Regions from separate parts of the Columba livia genome. Here region 2 is linked to region 1. A link is a contact called in public Hi-C data. All regions are on one chromosome and are shown on one strand. The core of a region is the stretch at or near the end of the contact, and the rest is flanking DNA. Distances in the headings are between cores, read along the strand shown. Region 1 holds the start of PKD2L1 (polycystin 2 like 1, transient receptor potential cation channel). Region 2 holds the start of MARCHF8 (membrane associated ring-CH-type finger 8).

Evidence for each region. A called contact is a pair of places that touch in the nucleus more often than the background predicts.
Region 2: a contact with region 1 is called in a Hi-C map of crop, with 3 times the contacts expected there. The contact joins the promoter of MARCHF8 here to the promoter of PKD2L1 in region 1. A contact is called at or near these places in 2 of 2 Hi-C or Micro-C datasets (crop and liver).

What each region holds. Positions count from the first base shown.
Region 1 is chr6:17,798,813-17,801,512 of bColLiv1.pat.W.v2, reverse strand. PKD2L1 (polycystin 2 like 1, transient receptor potential cation channel) reads right to left here and starts at 1,359. Exons shown (of 15, transcript XM_013368462.3): 1 at 890-1,359. The coding sequence starts at 1,184.
Region 2 is chr6:18,089,146-18,091,845 of bColLiv1.pat.W.v2, reverse strand. MARCHF8 (membrane associated ring-CH-type finger 8) reads left to right here and starts at 1,359. Exons shown (of 11, transcript XM_065067334.1): 1 at 1,359-1,577.

The sequences.
Region 1 (2,700 bases), core at 110-2,609:
AAATAATTGATCATGGAGGTGCTGTGCGCTTCGGGACGAGGCTAAACTGTTATTCACCCACACATGCTGTTAGAGGGTACAGCTCTGAGAAAGGTTCTTGCCTTCCAAGTCACAAAGAAAAGACACATAGGCAAGAAAATAATAATTTCCACAAGAAATACAGTTTCTTGCTTTGTCTTCTCTGTTTTTACAGTATTAGGACTTTATGCTTTCTATAAGAAACTGTTCAACAAACATTCCTGCCCAGGGCTGTATCCTTACAGGAGACCTAACTTGCTCCCAGGTTTTTGATTGCCTCTGAATAAACCTGTAAAATATTTCGTTCGTTCCCCTTTGTCTTTTAGATCAGAAACTAGCACCTCTTATTTTCAGCTGTCTTAAGCAAAACTTTGTTTGATACATTCCTGTTATCCTCTGCTTTTCAGTCCCGACACTACTAGATTTTCTTTGGTGGATATTCATAAGTCACTGTAACATGCGGCCCAATACCACCCAATCTAGAAAATGCACACAAAGGCAGAATAGTCTCATCACCAAAGTGATGGCTCCTATGGATTCAGGACAATTAAGCTAAGTCCAAACCTCTGCCAACAGATTCACTGCATGACCAAGAGCACACCACTAAGTCTGTCTGTACCTCCTGCCTTATAGAAAAGATAACAGGACAGACCTGGAGCTGCAGCAAAGCACAGGGAATGAGGATGCTCTCTCCAAGTCAGCCAAAGATGATCTCGAGAGTAACGCTAGTCCATGTTAAGCAGGCTCCCGAGCTACACGGATACTATAGGGTTTCTACCTTCTGCACCCCCACACTTACCCCACCCCTCACTACACCATCACTCTCCCCAAGGGCTAGTTGGTCCTTTCTAGTAAGGTGTCATAACTTTACCTCGGATGCCCCTGAAGATGTAGAAGCAGCACTTGAGGAAAGGACTTGTCTTCCCATCCATAGCTTTGCTCTGCTCTTCCTGGTAGTACTGTGGAGCCCTCACCTCTTCAAAGTTTTCATAGGGATTCTCCAGCATGGACTTGGGGTTGTAGATGGCTCGAATCTTCAAGGAGGTGGAGGGAGAGCCATTATAAACAGGATTGTCCCATGCTTTCTTCCCTACTGCCTCTAGTTCATGCTCCTCTGAGGCTCTGAAGTGGCTTGCAGCTCTGCTGTTTAGGTGAGCTGAGCTCATGGCACTCACTGCCAGCAGAAGTACTTTTCAACTAGAATGGTGAAGATTGCCTGCCCAAGCTGGAGTTGTATGAGAAAATCAGTCCATGCCAAACAGCCTGTCCAGCTCAGCAAGCCAGGAGAGGGCACAGCACCAGCTTCCCACAGACAGCACATATCCTCTCTCTATCTCTCTCTCTTTTATAGCAGCTCAGCTGGCGACACCTACCAGAGGGGTGGCTCTACCCGTCCTTAGGAACCACCAGCAGCCCTATTATCCCAGCAGACCTGGGAACACCAGGAAACACATCCAGGAAACCTTTTCTGCTTCCCAACGGAGATAACAGATCCAGAGGCCACCGTGGGGTGGGGAGGCTGCTAGGAGACGGACCCTGAGGGGCTGAGAGGGGGCAAGAGGAGGAGGAGGCCGGTGGGATTTATTCGGACCCCCTCAGGCTGCCTGCAGCCCAGCTCAGCTCCAGGTGAGGCTCCGGCAGGGTGCAGCGAAGGCTGGCGGCCACGGTGGGACTCTGTGCAACTACCACTGGGGAGAGGGGGCGGACGGGGACGCTTTGTTCCGGGGGTCGGGGAAGTCTTGATGCAGTGAGTCACTCCAGTGGGCTCTGGTAATATTGCAGCTCTGTACGACCCACCCCCAGCCCTGCCAGGCTGCAGGAGATGTCTGGAGCTGCCAGCTGGATCTTGAGATTTAGGGTCACTTGCAGAAGCCTGTTTTGCATCAGCTTTCCACTCCATTCAGTTGCACCACCCAGGCAAAGTCAGCTTCACCCTCTACCCCACACCTAACCTGCAAACATCCAACTCTTCAATTGACAACCGTCCAAAACGTACCTACAAACTCTCCAACTCTCCTCCACACACAATCCTTGCATAAAAAGTGCTTGCTGTTTTCACTACTTTTCATTTAAACCAAGTCTTCTCTGGGTATCTCCATTCTAGCATCAAACAACTGGATTTACTCTGCATTTGAATTACTTGAGATCATTCTCATTCTAGGAATGTGCAGAGGCTAAGATAGCAAACCATCTGATGAGACACTCCTTGAGGAACCAAAACAAAAGGCAAAAGCTGCTCTCTGCAGACCAACAGGTAGAAACTGCATCAGCAAGCACCTTCTGTCTCCAATCCATCAAGATAAACCTATATCTGAGGAGGAAGAGAAGATGGAGAGGGAGAGAAGTGCATCTTAGACAAGCACAGAATGAAACCAACCTTGTTAGGAGAAACTTGTTACTGTGTTGTACAACTTAACAATAAGTCTCCATAAACATTTGCATGGGTATAAATACATACTTCCTAACACTGGAAAGCTTTCTTGCATTCATGTACCTGTGTAAAGACCTTTGGTGAGGATTTCACTGGCTGGCTGCAGACTCACAGAGAACAGCATGTGCAACTCCGGCTGAGCAGAAAGAAACAGGTGTAGGAGAATATTACAAAGTCCTTTACAAGACAATGGTCATTTTGCTTCTTTCCAGAATATAATTAGTAAATATTTGTGATCTCTTAGTCTTAGT
Region 2 (2,700 bases), core at 110-2,609, 290 kb before region 1:
GTATGAAGGAAGAAAACAGCCTCACCTGAGATAGCCCTGTGGCCGCAAGGTAAGCCAGCAGTACAGCTTTGGATGGGAACTGATTTTCTTTACAGGCCAGCATTACGATAAACTGCCTCCTAAGAGAACACAATTATAATCACATGTGCAAGCTACCATACTCTGTCTTAAAAGGGGATACAATCTAAATATCTGTTTTTTAACTTCAGTCTTCATAGGACTAAATAGGAGCTGTAGACACATTCTCCCTGGAAGACACGCTGTGTGGTCTGTGGGCGGTGCTTCTCTACCTTCACTTCATGGGTGTGCTGGGTCCTAACTCTGAAATGTAGTGAAAGAATTTCAGCCCAGCTTCTCTGTGCTCTGAAAAACTATTATGTCATTTTTCTGTAGGGGGTGGTTGTACTCTGCATCAAAAGGGTTTACCTTACTCATTTTATGGTTTTCTCATTGTTTTCTAAGGGTAAATGTAATCTCCCTGGAGTCCTGTAAATTAATTGATGTGAAAAAGTGCAGACTTGGGAGATGAAAAACTTGGACTAGGTCTAGTGAATGAACTTGCATGTTAAGTCAGCAGCTTTGCTTGCTTTCTGTCAGTTTTTTCTCTTAATAGCATCTGCTTTTCTGTCTGTGCTGTACTGACAAAGAGTTCAGCGGGGCTGCTTGACTTCCACCTCTTTTCCACTTATTCCCCAGCGGGACAGATACCATGTCTGGACAGAGGAAATCTCTCCAGTTGCATTTGCTCATTAAACTCTCACTTTGCTTTTTTCCCCCGTATAATTCACCTCTTGTCCTGGCTCACCTCTTCCAGTATACCTCAGGACATTCCCAAGGAGATTCCTCTTTGGGAAGAAATGACTGAGGTGTGCGACTTTCACAATGGAAGAGTAAAACAGCAACAGAGAGTATGGCACCCAGATATAGCTATGGGGTAAACTTCATTAGCATCCTTTTAGTACTTTTTGTTTACATAATCTTCTGATGGTAAATCAATACATGCAGGTGAATAACTAATACAAAACACCTTATGAAGGTGGCTATAGGGCATCTTCAGGCTTACAGCATATATACACTTTTTAAAAGTTACGGGGCACCTTGTGATGTTAGTTCACCTATCTACTTCTGCTAAAGACTAAAGAACAAGCCCCTCGGACATGACATTAGCATCACCGTTTGTGGCAGCAGGAGGTAAGGGTGAGAGTAAAAGTTCACGACAACTGGAAACCGATCGCTTCGCTGTCGATTTTCACCTCGCAGCTCCCGGTAAGTCACCGTCCCGCAGGGGGAGCCGCGGCCCCGGCGCCGTGCGGCCGCCTCGCTTCCCCGTCCTGCTCCGGGCCATGGCGGCGGGGGCGGGCCGGGGCGGGGCGGCGCGGTGACAGGCAGCCCGGCCGGCCGGGGAGCCGCGGTAAACAGGAGCTGGGCGAGGGAGCCCGGGGGGCCCCGGCCCCGCAGGAGCCTCGAAGCCCCCGGCGCCACGGCCCGCCGCCTCCCGGCCCCGGGCATGGGTAGCAGCAATAGCCGCCGCAGCCGAAGGAGGAGCCGCCGGCCCGGGCCCTGTGCAGGGCACCAAGGTAGGCTTGGCCGCCGCCCTGGCCGCGGGGAGCCGCCGCCGCTTCCTCCGAGGGGGCGAGCGGGGTCCGCCGCCCCTCCGGCGTGAGGAGGCCGGCGCCGGCGTCGCCGCCGCGGGGCTGGCCCGGGGAGGGCTGCCCGCGGTGCCGCTCGGCCGGCGCGGGGTCCGCCTGCCCCGGGGGGCGCTGCCCTGCGGCCGCCGCTGGGTCGGACCCGCGGCCACCACCTCGTCCCTCCGGGTCCGGCGGCGGGACCGCCCGCCCGCAGGTGCAGCACCTCCTGGAAGTCGGTCGGTGCCGACGGCGAGCAACAGGCAGCTGTACGCGGGCGGCGTGGCCCGGCCCGCAGCTGCTCCCCGGGGGACCGGCCGCGGTGGCGTGGCGTGGCGTGGCGTGCCGGCCAGGGCAGCGCGGCGCGGCCGCGGGGGTCGCCTCCAGCAGCCCGCGGGGCGGGGGCTGCGGCGGAGCCTCCCGTCGCTGGCCGGCGCGGAGCCGCTCGGAGGGTGAGGGCTGTTCCTCTGTCGGAGCTGGGGAAGCGACACCTAATTCATTGGTAAGAGGCTTTTCCACCTCCGTCGTCTTTGTCTGCTCAGCCTTAGCTCGTCTGTGTGCGCTGGCGCCGGGAGCATTAGCATTGCTCGGGAGAAACGAGAGCGGATCAGCTGGCTGAGAAAGGCTCTGTGTCTGCACCGGGTCTGCGATTTGGAGGAGGACCTGAATTTGCGTTCAGTTAGTGATGTGGAACAAAGATATACCAGAGGTAAAACTGCATGCAAGATGTGCTGGTCGCAACGTGTTCGTAACGAGTCATGAAGTTTCACGGCAGACTGAGAAATAGTCGGAATTCCTTCATGCTTCCTGGAGATAGCTGGCAAATAGAGTAATGCTCAAGTTGTTCTGAACTGTAACACTTTAACTTTTCTTCTTTTTTAGCATGCTGGTAGTGCAAACAAAGCTTGAATTATAACATGCCAATGCGAAATCCACTTGTTTCAAACTGCAGTGTGAGAGAGCAGACAGCTCAGGCTTTGTAGTTGGCAAAGGACCTGTGTACTTCTGAGCACAGCAAATTTGTGAAATAATCAGGCAGTATAAACGTAGAAGGGACAATTTAGGTAGAGTTTGA